Linked DNA regions of Mus musculus: region 2 is linked to region 1. The links are chromatin contacts, called in public HiChIP or PLAC-seq maps. All regions are on one chromosome and are shown on one strand. The core of a region is the stretch at or near the end of the contact, and the rest is flanking DNA. Distances in the headings are between cores, read along the strand shown.

Region 1 (6,819 bases), core at 3,185-5,684:
CTTCAAGACTCTGAAGAAAGAAATCAAAGAATATCTCAGAAGATGGAAAGATCTCCCATGTTCATGGATCAGCAGGATTAACATAGTAAAAATGGCCATCTTTCCAAAAACAATCTACAGATTCAATGCAATCCCCATCAACATTCCAACCCAATTCTTCACAGAGATAAAGAGAGTAATTCTTAAATTCATCTGGAATAACAAAAAAACCTAGGATAGTGAAAACTATTCTCAACAATAAGAACTTCTGGGGGAATCACCCATCTCTGACCTCAAGGTGTACTATAGAGTAATAATGATAAATAGAGCATAGAGACAGACAAGTAGATCAACTGAATAGAATTGAAGATCCATAGTTAAACCCACACATCCATGGTCACCTGATCTTTGACAAAGAAGCCAAAATCATACAGTGGAAGAAAGACAGCATATTCAACAAATGGTGCTGGGTCAAGTAGGAGTTGACAAGTAGAAGAATGCAAATTGATCCATTCTTATCTCCTTGTATAAAACTCAAGTGGAAGTGGATCAAAGACCCCCACATAAAATTAGATACACTGAATCTAATAGAAGAGAAAGTAGGATAGAGCCTCAAACATATTAGCAGAGGGAAAAATTTCCTGATCAGAACACCAATGGTTCAGGCTCTAAGATCAACTGTAGACAAATGGGATCTCAAAGAATTGAAAAGCTTCTGTAAGGCAAAGGACACTGTCAATTGGGGAAAAAAAGGCAACCTACAGATTGGGAAAATATCTTGACCAACCCTACATCCAATAGAGGGCTAATATCAAATATATAAAAAGAACTCAGTAAGTTAGACTCTAGAGACCCAAGTAACCACACTAAAAATGGGGTACAGAGCAAAACAAATATTTCTCAACTGAGAAATCTCAATGCAAATCAAAACAACCATGAGATTCCACCTCAGACCAGTCAGAATAGCTAAGATCAGAAACTCAGGTGACATTAGATGCTCGCAAGGATGTGGTGGGATTGCAAGCTTGTACAACCACTCTGGAAATCAGTCCGGTGGTTCCTGAGAAAATTGGACAGAATACCACTTAAGGACCCAGATATATCATTCCTGGGCATATACCCAAAAAAAGATGCTCCAACATATAACAAGGACACATGCTAAACTATGTTCATAGCAGCCTTATTTAATAATAGCCAGAAGCTGGAAATGACCCAGATGTCCTTCAACTGAGGAATGGATATAGAAAATGTGGTACAATTACACAATGGGGTACTACTCAGTTATTAAAAACAATGACTTTATGAAATTCTTAGGCAAATGGGTAGATCTAGAAAATAACATTCTGAGTGAGGTAACCCAGTCACAAAACAACAACAACAAACAAAACAAAACAAAACAAAACAAAAAACCACACACAGTATGTACTCACTGATAAGTGGATATTAGGAAAAAAGTTAGGAATACCCACCATATGACTCACAGCTCATATGAAGCCCAAGAAGACTAAAGTGTGGGTGCTTCAGTCCTGCTTAGAAGATGGAACAAAATAATCATGGGAGGTAGAAGCAGGGAGAGAAGAGGGATGAAGAAAAAAGAGATCAGGTGTGGGAGGAGACAGAAGAGAATTCAGGAAATTGAATGGAGCAGTGTAGCAATAGGGAATGGGGAACTGGGGGGAGCCACTAGAAAGTCCCAGATGCCAGGAAAGCAAGAGGCTCCCAGGACCCAACGGGGATGACTTTAGCTAAAATACCCAAGAAAGAGGACAGAGAACCTGTAGAGAACATATCTAGAGGTAGGCCTGCACCTACCTCATAAATATTAACCCAGAATTGATTCTGTCTAAAGGAAATGCAGGGACAAGAGTGGATCAGAGCCGGGCGTGGTGGCGCACGCCTTTGATCCCAACACTCGGGAGGCAGAGGCAGGCGGATTTCTGAGTTCGAGGCCAGCCTGGTCTACAGGGTGAGTTCCAGGACAGCCAGGGCTATACAGAGAAACCCTGTCTCGAAAAAACCAAAAAAAAAAAAAAAAAAAGAGTGGATCAGAGACTGAAGGAAAGGTCATCCAGAGACTGCCCCACCTATTGGTCCATCCCATCAGGAGACACCAAACCCAGACACTATTGCTGATGCAAAGAAGCATTTGCTGACAGGAGTCTGGTATGGCTGTCTCCTGAGAGGCTGTGCCAGAGCTTTAACAAGCAGATGAGGATGCTTGCAGCCAACCATCAGACTGAGCAAGGAACCCTAATGGAAGAGTTAGGGGGAGGACTGAAGGACCTGAAGGGGTTTGCAACCCCACTGGAAGAACAACAAAATCAACCAACAAGACACCCCCCCCTTCCCCCCCAGAGCTCCCAGGAACTAAAGCACCAACCAGAGTACACATGAAAGGACCCATGGCTCCAGCTGCATATGTAGCAGAGCATATATGCCTTATCTAGCATACATGGAGGGAAGACCCTTGGTCCTGTGGTGGTTCCATGCCCCAGTGTAGGGGAATGCTAGATCAGTAAGGTGTGAGTGGGTTGGTGGATGGGTGGGGGAACTCGCTCATATAAGCAGGGGGCCAGGGGGATGAGATAGGGGGTTTGCTCCAAAGGGTAGCAGCTGATGGCTCTGATTTTATAAGAGACATACACGTGGGAATCTTATACTTATAACTAGAATAGCCTGGTTTTTTTTTTTAAGATTTATTTATTTTATGTATAGGAGTACACTGTAGCTGTCTTCAGACACACCAAAAGAGGGTATCAGATCCCATTACAGATGGTTGTGAGCCACCATGTGGATGCTGGGAATTGAACTCAGGACCTTCAGAAGAGCAGTCAGTGCTTTTATCCGCTGAGGCATCTCTCCAGCCCTAGAATAGCCTGTTATAAATGGAAATATGTCTAATTCTCATCAAACTTCTAGGGAAAAGCTGCCTTTTCTTTCCTCCCTTCCCTCCCATCCCATTTTTTGTTCATTTTAATCTTAAGATTTACTCATTGTTTTCATCAACTTTGTAATTGTAAGTTAACTTAATCCAAAAGAAAAAATTAACATTCTGATCCCAAGAAATTCTTTCAAGTTACAATTTAATATATTTTAATATATTTGCTCATAGAGCAAAGTATGAGGAGTCAATGGAAATGCTGTGGTTTGAAACAAATGGCATACACGGGATTCTAGGAACCTGCCTCTTAAACTGGAGACCATAGAAATGCACAGGGCCCATGATTGAATAGGAAAAAATTATTTTCATCCTCCACATGTTCTTAATTATGAACACAGGCAACCTTTGTTATTAAAGTGTGTAGTTTAGATATATTCAAATGCCATTTACAATTGTTTTCCAATTTAAAAATAACATTAGTTATTAGACTTGACGATGGCTCTGTTATTTAATTTTAAAAAGAGCACACATGTAATTACTTACATATATGAAACTATTGCAATACAACAAAAATTAAGTTGTTATAATTCTTTCAACCGTCTACTTCCTGTATAATCCTATATATTTCATCTTATGCATTTAAAGACATCTCTGTGGTAAGGTGTCTTGAGTTTGTCAATGGGATAATTAAGATTACTCTGGGCGCCTTCTTGCTGCTGGGACTTTTGGAGTAGACACAGCAGTCGCTGCCACTAAAGAGAAGAATTACCACACTTATGGCTGTGGTTCGGTGCTCAGTATTTCAGAGGCCTCCAGGCAGGCTACACACTGAAAAAACGTGCAGAATCTCTCACTGGTACAGAGTAGATTTGTCACAAATAGGAAAATATTAATTCACCCCCACAATATTCTTAATTATGAATGTTGGCAACCTTTGTTACTGGATAATCTGTGTAGTTTAAATTTCAAATGCCATTTACGATTGCTGTCACTGTGCATCCTAATGGGAAAAAAACCCCGCAAACTATGGCTCGGTAACTGTGTTACAAAGAGGAACTTCACTGGAGAAAAGGCAGGTATTTTTCTGAAATTCCGGATGCCAAGGGTAAGTAAGCCACGAAGACAGGAGGGAGCTCATTTCTGTCACGTGTTTTGCTTTGGGGACTCTGGCGACAAAACAGCCGACAACCCACTTCCTGTTGACTAAACAGCACCTCACCCTGCCAGAAAGGCCGGGCCGCTAAATCTGAGACTTCCGCGCTCGACTTTACAGGCTTCCGGTCCGCAGCGGGTTAAGCCAACCTCGGCGGCGTCGCGAGGATCCCACGCCTCAGGCAGACAGCCCGTTCCTCTCGCTGCTTCTCACGGAGAGTGACAGCTCGGAAGGCAAGAACCTCCCTCCAGTGCGTTGTCATCCGCAGCAGCGCACACTCCGTTCCAGCTCTGCAGCCTGGGTAACATTCCCTCGTCGTGACTCGTAGCGGCGCCGTTAGCTTACGTTGAAGCGTATGATTGGCTAGACACCTCTGACCGCACACGATTGGGTACTGGTGGCCAGGCTCCGCCCCTTCCCCACCTCCGTCCCGCGGTAGCCGGGTGTCCTCGCGCCGCTCGTCCGCGCGCTGCCTGGCAGTTTGCCTCTTCCTCGTCTGTCCTCCAGCTTGCGTCCATGGCCACCGCCGCGACCGAGGAGCCCTTTCCTTTCCACGGTCTTCTACCAAAGAAGGAGACCGGGGCCTCCTCCTTCCTGTGCCGCTACCCGGAGTATGACGGGCGCGGGGTGCTCATCGCCGTCCTGGACACAGGGGTCGATCCCGGGGCCCCGGGCATGCAGGTGAGGCGGCGCCCAAGGGCCCGTAGCCCAGAGGGCCGAGCCTGGAACAAGGCGGGGACCGGACGGGCCGGGGCGGCCCGGACAGCTCTGGGAGACCTCCAGGCCCTGTTCCCTGTCCACACAAAAGCGGTGTGGTCAGCGTGGCTGTTCGGGATCGGGGGCCGCGGGGAAGCTTTGCTGGTCAGCCTGGGCGTTCCAGGCCCCACACCTCTTCAGGGTCCGCACCCGACCTCGGCATGGGAAAATTTTACAGTTTTATAGGTCTGGGAGGGCGCGGGAGCGTGGGGGGCACCAACGATAGGGGTAACAGCCTTGAAGAGATCCTTAGTGATGTTTAAGAGATACTCGTTTTGGCAAGGCCAGCAAAGTGAGTTCCCAGAATTCGACCCAGTCCGCTTCCGGAATGGTTTCTTCTGATACTTTTGTTCTATTTTTAAGTTATTTGCTGGTGTTTGTTCAGGGTCCTTGAAATCTTTTGGGTTAGTCTTTTTTTTTTTTTTTTTTTCAAAGGGCCCGACTAATTTGTTTCGGGCGAACTTTTCAGGCCTTATAAAATGTGCATTTTAAACGAGAGAACATACTTTGATTACGACTTCCTAAAAATGACTTCATTTCCTTTATTCAAGTTAGAAGTCTTTAAGAGCAGGGACCTTACTGATGTTAAAAAAAAATGCCTGAATAAAATGTATTCTGTGTTTAAATAGCCTCTTACTAAAACCCCCTCATAAGTACTCTCTAACCTTTGTTGAAGAGCTTATCTGACTAAAACTAGAGTTTATTTACCCTCTTTTCGGTCCGTGGTCAGTTTATCAAATAGATAGATTAGATCACATTGATACCATCTTATCCTTGTTCCTCACAAAAGAGGGATACTAATTCCTCTCCTCCTAGCCCTTGATTTGTTTCCTCCAATCTTTAGTTTTCTCATTGTGCTGCCTAATAATTGACATAAATGGATGGGAAGGTAATTGACGTACATGTTAGAGGTTATTGGAAAGGATAGGAAAGAAGCCTGTGTGGACACTCTGGGACTCTCAGGGAATCCTGCTTCCAAGTGTTTGTTACTTCTTCCCCTTTCTGGTGCACACCTGAGCCCTGAAGCACACAGTGTCAGAGTCTCTGATTAGAAGTTCAAGTGACTACAGTTATTTTATTAATAGTAATTGCTAAGGTTTAAAACTTGGTAACAGCAATGACACGTTGTGAATTTATTACACAGTGGAAGTGCTTCCCAATACACAGGAGTGTGTGTTTACTTTTTGTAGGGTGTGGGAGAACAACTAGGGTAAGTGGCTCACTAGTTCTTAGCGTTAGAGGTTCAGAAAATCCTGAAGATTTTGGCGTAGTACTACTCAGTGGACATTTGTAGAATTTTTGGTTCTGGTTAGAGTATTTTGTTTCTGTAAAGTAACAGTTTTTACCCCATAGGATTACTTGATAATTGAGCAGCCAACACACATGATTTTACAGTGCTAAAGTGTTAAGTACTTTTTTTTTTTTTTAAAGTCCTGAATAAACACTAAATGCTAGCAGAAGGAGTTCATGTTGGGTCATTGTCTGAAGGGAAAATATGCTTGATATTTACACAAACATTAACATTTAGTCAATAAAACATTGAACCAAAAGAAAACATAAGATCATCCAGCATTTATTCTCAGATTCTAAACATGATCTTTTGTTTAAATTCAGCAAGGAACTTACATGGGTGACTTTGATTTTTTTTTTTTTTTCTTACCTGAGGAAATTATTTTGTAGCTCTGTGTGTACATCATTAAGGTAAAAAGCAAATAGAAATAAAAAGAGAAGGAGGCCTTTCTGGCTATTTGAGTTGTCAAATGGGATCTAAGTAAAGGACTAGAGGTTACAAATGAGAACTTGGAGAAACCAGCCAGTGTCTCCTCCTTTAACTTCCTTAGACCAAGTCCTTTTTTGTCACAGCTTCTGGGTGTATGCAAAGTAGAGGGCAGAGTCAGGTGTGATAGCACACTCCTGTATACAGACTGCATGAGGAGATTAATAATTACCTAAATGTTTAATATTCTCTCAGCAACCATTCAAGTACCTAGTATGTGGCTACAATTCCATTGAATAATGAAGTCCTGCAAACTATGACTGTTATAGAGAT
Region 2 (6,819 bases), core at 2,143-4,642, 37 kb after region 1:
TGGTGGAGTGCATTCCACTTTCTAGGGAACTGAAGTCAAATCACCCTAGTGTTCTTAGCTAGGAGTTTTTTAAAAATATAACAAGCATCACTCACTTTGGGTAAGAATCATGATAGGAAATCCAACAATCTCTGTGGGGAAATAGCATGTCCTTGTATCTTTCCATGAGACAGAGAATAGAGCTGTGCTGGGTGCTATTGCGATCTTACAGCTGATAAGATAATTGATTAAAGGTGTTCACTGCCTATACAGACCACTGGAATTTAATACTTAGGTCCCAGTCATGGAGAGAGCCAAATCCTGTAAGTTGTCTTCTGACCTACACAGATATACCATGATGCCAGTTTATGGCCTGCTCCCAACAGCTTATCTTTCTATTTCCCTGTCTCTCTTCTCTTCTCTCCCCATCTCCCTCCTTTTCTTCCTCTGTGTGAGGTTGCACACATACACAGGACGATTTTAAAATTCTTTAATGTGCCAGGTGGTGGTGGTGTTGCATGCCTTTAATCCCAATACACAGGAGGCAGAGACAGTCAGATCTCTGTGAGGTTAAGGCAAGTCTGGTCTACAGAATGAGTTCCATGATAGCCAGGGCTACACAGAGAAACTCTCAAACTTTAAACTTTAGAACATTTAAAATTAGGTATAAGGCAATGTTATGTTTCTGTTAGACAAAGTGAAATTTTTCTGGTATAGGTGAAAGAAATACCCTCATTAAGGGTTAGATTAGAGCATTCAAATAACTGACCCCTATGCCTTTCTCACATAAACATAGATAGCTACACACAGACATTTCACTTACAAGGAAAAAAGTAAGTGTGTTGAGAAATGAGCAGTGTTTGGTCATTTTCCTTCCATTATTGTCTCATAATAATATCTTTGTCCTTTTATAACTGCAATTATTATATCATTTAGACTATAATTAGGACCTTTTAAAGATTGTTCATGCTCAGCTACCCTCACCTTTTTTCTGTTTAGTGCTGATGGAGCCCTCGGTGTGAGCATCAGTGCACCAGGAGGTGCTATTGCTTCTGTGCCTAACTGGACATTGAGGGGGACTCAGCTAATGAATGGGACATCAATGTCTTCCCCCAATGCCTGTGGTGGCATTGCCCTGGTACTTTCAGGTAAGGATATTACATACTACTCTCTTTATTGTAGGCTATACTTTCTGAAGTTCTCATGGTAAGAGTGTATAGAATAGAAATGTCCTGGACACAAAATAAGATGTAAAGTAGAAAATGATTTATCTATTGAGTGTGTATTCAATCATTCAGGAAATAAAATCTATTGACTACTACTAATGATTTTCAAGTAATAATTTAGTTCTGGAGCTAAATCATTGGATAGAACATCAAAAGTACTTTGATGAAAAAGAATTTATTGCAGAAAGCAGACGACTATAAACAAATTGAAAATACTAATACTACATTACCAGGTGTTGAATAGTGTGCAGTATTAAATAGGGTGTCACCAGGTTACTTACAACTTAGACTTCTGCCTGAAGCCTGTCCTCTTCAAGTCTTACCTCCCACCTGCCTCTTCTAGTTCACTCCTTTTCTGACTCGTGTAACTTTCTCCTCTGCCCAGTATGGATGAGTCGTACTGGGGAGTAGTCTGCCTCCATCCCCAGTCAGTAATCACCAGACAGTGAGTCAGACCTCCAGGACAGATCCTAGTCTCTACTCATTTTTACTCCTTCAAACTCACCAAATAGCTCAAGGTCAGATGTCTGTCTCTCTTTGAATACTCAGCTCTCTCGCCTGCAAATCCTTTCTGCCATGTTTCAGATTTGAAAACTCATACATTCTACAAGAATCAGCTCATCTACCAGTTGTTCCTAATGGACTTTGATCTTTTTAGAATTCTCATGGAGGTGATTATAGCGTCCTTGGTTTGCATCATGGAGTATTTATTCCTTTCTTTTTTTTTTTTCTTTTCTTTTTTTTTTTTTTTTTTGGCACATTACAATATATTACTGGTGGATAATATATTGGCAATAGCCTTCTGTGTTTGAAATCTGGTTCTACGCTGTAATCACATGGTACTTAAGTCATTGAAGAGTCTGGTCTGCTGTGAAACATGACAGGTGTTTTTGATTTGTTTAAGTTCCACTGGTAATTATAAAATATAATTGAGTTGAAAATTGCTGTTACCAACTATAGTGCTGAATCTATGATATTTTAAAGAAAATGCCATTACAATGCCCCTAAGATGCCTGCTTGGTACATCCATGTCATATCTACGTAGCCTGCATTGATGTGATTGTGGGTTGGCATGCAATGAATTTTTTTCTTAAAGTACTTGTGTGATGCAAGCAGTTTAAATCAACTTTAATTTTTTTTTTCAACTTTAATTTTTAAGAAAACATTTAGAAGTGAGTGTTAAAAGAAAACAGCAGAAAAGAATACATATTAACATCTTGGTGAAGGGAGAGTGTTTCAACTAGTGAGTTCATTAACATTAGTTTCTTAGGTGTTTGTTTGTTTGTTTTTAGGGCTGAAAGCAAATAATGTTGACTATACTGTACACTCAGTCAGAAGAGCTCTAGAAAATACTGCAATAAAAGCTGACAATATAGAAGTATTTGCCCAAGGACATGGAATTATTCAGGTACTTGTTGTCTGTGTACTAAAATAACTAGAAAGCATTGAGATAATGTTGTAAATATTGCTCTGTAATAGTGATTCAGCATGTCTAAACTTTAGATGTGGCCATTATAGAACTATAATCAAAAAGGGCACAAAGGCTCTTTGTAGGTAAAAGAGATTAACTGCATTTAAGTAAAAGAAACATTTGGAGTATATAGAGATTAGAAAATCAAAGTGTTTAAAAGTCAGACGTAAGTTACCGAGTGATCTTAGCTCATGTGAGAATAACTGTGAATGCAGACTGAAGTAGAAACTATGCATCAATTAAATTTCAGAATGGTATTTTCTTTAAAAGCACAAATTTACTTTTCCTTTCCTTTCTCTTTCCCTCCCCACCCCACCCCCCTTTGGTTTTTGTTGTTGTTGTTGTTGTTGGTTTTTTGAGACAAGGTTTCTTTGTAGCCCTGGTTGTCCTGGAACTAGCTCTGTAGCCCAGGTTGGCTTCAAAACATAGAGATCTCCCTGTCTCCCACATGCTGGGATTAAAGGCATGGGCTACCACTACCCAGCTGATTTGCCATCTTAACTGTGTTATTGATTTATTTTAGAGAAATGAATATAGAGATTAGCTTTGCTACAGCTAAAATTTAATTGATGCATAATTTGTTGGTTTTAATTTAATTTTATTTGTAATTCATTTTTTACACTCCATATTCCATTTCCTGCCCCTCCCCTACCACCCTTCAACTGCTTCACATTCCACACCTCCTGACCACACCCTGTCTCCACGTGGATGACCCCACCCTCCACCCCACCTGACCTCTAAACTCCCTGGGGCCTGCAGTCTCTTGAGGGTTGTTAGGTGTATCATCTCTGTTTGAACACAGACTCGGAAGTCCTCTATTGAATGTGTGTTGGGGGCCTCATATAAGCTGGTGTATGCTACCTGTTTGGTGGTCCAGTGTTTGAAAGATCTCGGGGGTCCAGATTAATTAAGACTGATGCATAATTTGTAATAAAATATTTTCTTTACCTAGCCATTTACATGCTACCATTTATATTCTTTTAGGTTGACAAAGCTTATGACTACCTCATTCAAAATACATCATTTGCTAACAGATTAGGTTTTACAGTTACTGTTGGAAATAACCGTGGTATCTACCTCCGAGATCCTGTCCAGGTGGCTGCTCCTTCAGATCATGGTGTTGGCATTGAGCCTGTATTTCCAGAGAACACAGGTAAGTACTAGGGTGGCAGTAAGCAGAAGCATTTGTATTTGTGGCTTAAATGAATGGTAAATAAAAGAAGAATGCTGCTTTGCTTGTCTGATGTCTAAAGTAATGTTTACCCACCTTCCTAATACTGTTACCCTTTAATACAATTCCTCATGTTGTGGTGACTCCCAACCATAAAATTATAACTATAATTTTGTTAGTTATGAATTGTAATGTAAATATCTGTGTTTTCTGATGGTCTTAGGCAGTCACTGAAAGATTTGTCATGACCCAAACCACTCACTGTTCTTAGGAGAAAATACAAATTAACAAGTGATTATTTTAAAATTTAATAGATTTGGTGGAAAATATTTATTAGAGACCCCAGTACCATGGCAGTTCATTCAGGATCTTGACAATGAAGGAAAAGAGTGGGCCCCGGCCTTCAGTGGCCCATAATTTATTAAGCCTATAATAAAATTATAGTTTATTTTCTTTCCATATCTCATTCCTTGGATAGAAGGCAGAGCTTTAGGTGAGTGTGGGAAGTAAACACAGCTGTGAGTTGGTGAGGAACTGTTGTTTTGTATCTGGCAGTTTATTTTAGTCAGCTGCTTGATCTCTACGTGCAATGATACAAAAGGTCCACTAAACTGTTTATAAGGCTTAGCAGTGATGGATGAAAATATGTGTGAATCACAAGAAGATTCTGCATTTTTATTTAAGTTATAATTTTGGTATCCTATCTAATGTATTATACAGTTGACCAAACTAGAAAAAGAGGAAATGCTGAGTCTTAATTTTTTTTTTTTTAATGCCAGAAAACTCTGAAAAAATATCCTTTCAGCTTCATTTAGCTTTAACTTCAAATTCATCTTGGGTTCAGTGTCCCAGCCATTTGGAACTCATGAATCAGTGTCGGCACATAAACATACGTGTGGACCCCAGGGGCTTAAGAGAAGGGTTACATTATACAGAGGTATTGTAACATCTATTGTTTTTCTTTTCTCTTTGAAATGTTTGAGAAGGTGAAAGTAAATAATCTCTGATGTGTTTTCTCTCATTAAAAATCTAACCTTTTCACTTACTAGATTTTCTAACTTTTCTGTATCCATTTAAGCAGTTAGTTATATAGTGTTGCATTCTTCTGTGAAGAAGGCTGAGGGAGATAGAAATAGCAAAGCCTTTTTTTTTTTTTTTTTTTTTTTTTGGTTTTTCGAGACAGGGTTTCTCTGTATAGCTCTGGCTGTCCCTAGAACTCACTTTATAGACCAGGCTGGCCACAAATTCAGAAATCTGCCTGCCTCTGCCTCCCGAGTGCTGGGACTAAAGGCATGCGCCACCACGCCTGGCTACGCAAAGCCTTTTTGATCAGGCCTCTGTACTTTGTTAATTATGCAGTGTAGCTAAACTTGTGCTGTAGTTAGCTTTACTATTTAGAGGAAACATTTGTTAAACCTGACAGTTGTAAATAAACACAGAATAGTGTCATATAGCTAATCTTTATATTTTTTTAAACTTGATACCTTGTTACCTGTTCATCTCAGTCATGATTTGCTATTTGGTTGCTATTTGCTTTGGGTTGTTATATGAATTAATGTCAGTAATCTAGTATTAACTTACCTGCTAGATCTTTAAATTTTAAGACTAGATTATTCTATGCTTACATTACACCTTTTACTTATGTTTTGCAACTTTTTTCATGGGTGTTGAAACTTACCATTCTTTCTTCAAGGTATGTGGCTATGATATAGCATCCCCCAATGCAGGTCCTTTATTCAGAGTTCCAATCACTGCAGTTATAGCAGCAAAGTAAGTAAGATGTTTAGTTTATTATTATGTATACATTGTTAATGCCTATATTGTAATACAGTATTGATTTTTGGAGGATTGCTTAGAAGCAAGTAACTAGAAATATTAAGACAGAAGCAGGTAACCAGTTTCTGCTTCTAGCTAGCATCCTAGTTGGCATATAGTTAGCAATGCTTTCTATTAATTATTAGTTGAGGGTATCTGGCATCTGCCCACCTTCTATTGAAATGTCTTTGCCCATCCTACCACTGACTCCATATTGCCCTGTTGAGAGGCTATTTCTGCCTTCATTGTACCTCTTTCCTCACTTACTCAGGGATTCTTCATCCTCGTCCTTTGCGCCCCGCTTACCTTCCCGTGTCTGTGATTCTGCTGCCCTGATGCTTCTAGTTGCTTTCTATTTCCAGCCTTATTCTTTCCATCTCAAGCATCCTGGAATCGGGGAGTTTACTTTGGTGTATTAACTTCCTGCTTCAAACACACCAGCAGTGTTCCTTAAAGATCCGGTTTCATTCCTTTAAAAAGCCCACAAGAACAACTTAGAATTAACATCTCAGGTGGCTTCCTATCACTGAGTATACCAAAGTACACATTTTTAGCTATCTCCCTCTCTTGACACTCAATGGTTTCCTCAGTATTTATGCATTTGTTCCTTTGCCTCGTTTGCTCGTATGTTAAATAGCCAGACTTACTTCTGGGCATTCTCCGTGTGGGGATTTCCTTCCTTCCTCACTCTAACACTTTTTACAAGCTCCTGGACAGGCTTCAGCTAATGTGTTCCAATTTGTTTTTTAATATAATATATATCATTTGATTGCAAGCTGTATTTACACATTCTAAATTAATACCTTTGGTGGGGGTTATTTGAGTTAAATATTAATTATGTAATAGGCCTCAGCCAATGAGGCCTACAGGATAAAATTGATGAGATTAAAATATCCATGCACATGGGAAATTTACATCACAGTTAAATTCTCTGTTACATGTTTTGTGTAAGTTCAGTGGGAATTTGGACAAGACTTTTCAACCATCTGCAGGCTCACTCTTAGGATCCAAACCATTCTTCTATTTTTCTGTAACAATTCTTTTATGGAGCTTGCTATATTAAATGTTTTTTCTTTCCCTACCAGTTGTTATAGAGCAAAGAAAGGGTTGTTTTTTACTCATTGGAATATTTCTAGCTACAAATAACAGTACCTCAT

What was found. HiChIP or PLAC-seq counts read pairs in DNA pulled down with a chosen protein or histone mark.
Region 2: an H3K27ac HiChIP or PLAC-seq map of trophoblast stem cells shows a contact between it and region 1, with 47 read pairs. The contact joins the enhancer-like site here to the promoter of Tpp2 in region 1. A contact is called at or near these places in 1 of 39 promoter capture datasets (macrophages), 2 of 15 datasets of contacts at CTCF or cohesin (CD8 T cells and the NIH/3T3 cell line), 13 of 484 Hi-C or Micro-C datasets (DN2 thymocytes, the G1E-ER4 cell line, the HPC-7 cell line and 9 more), 10 of 115 datasets of contacts at active chromatin or transcription factors (CD8 T cells, the HPC-7 cell line, the SCID.adh cell line and 5 more) and 3 of 9 other capture datasets (adipose tissue, liver and pancreatic islet).

Annotation. Positions count from the first base shown.
Region 1 is chr1:43,929,560-43,936,378 of GRCm38.p6, forward strand. It overlaps Tpp2 (tripeptidyl peptidase II), which reads left to right and starts at 4,435. Exons shown (of 29, transcript NM_001310540.1): 1 at 4,435-4,694. The coding sequence starts at 4,530.
Region 2 is chr1:43,967,904-43,974,722 of GRCm38.p6, forward strand. It overlaps Tpp2 (tripeptidyl peptidase II), which reads left to right. Exons shown (of 29, transcript NM_001310540.1): 11 at 979-1,127; 12 at 2,498-2,613; 13 at 3,661-3,829; 14 at 4,627-4,784; 15 at 5,541-5,617. Among named protein-coding and RNA genes, the nearest start is that of Tpp2, 37 kb to the left of the region's middle. Within about 2 kb of position 3,393, at least 18 of the 459 cell types and tissues checked have an H3K27ac peak or open chromatin away from gene starts, as enhancers often do. A contact at or near this core is called in embryonic stem cells, stem cell-derived germline stem cell-like cells and trophoblast stem cells, where this site is marked.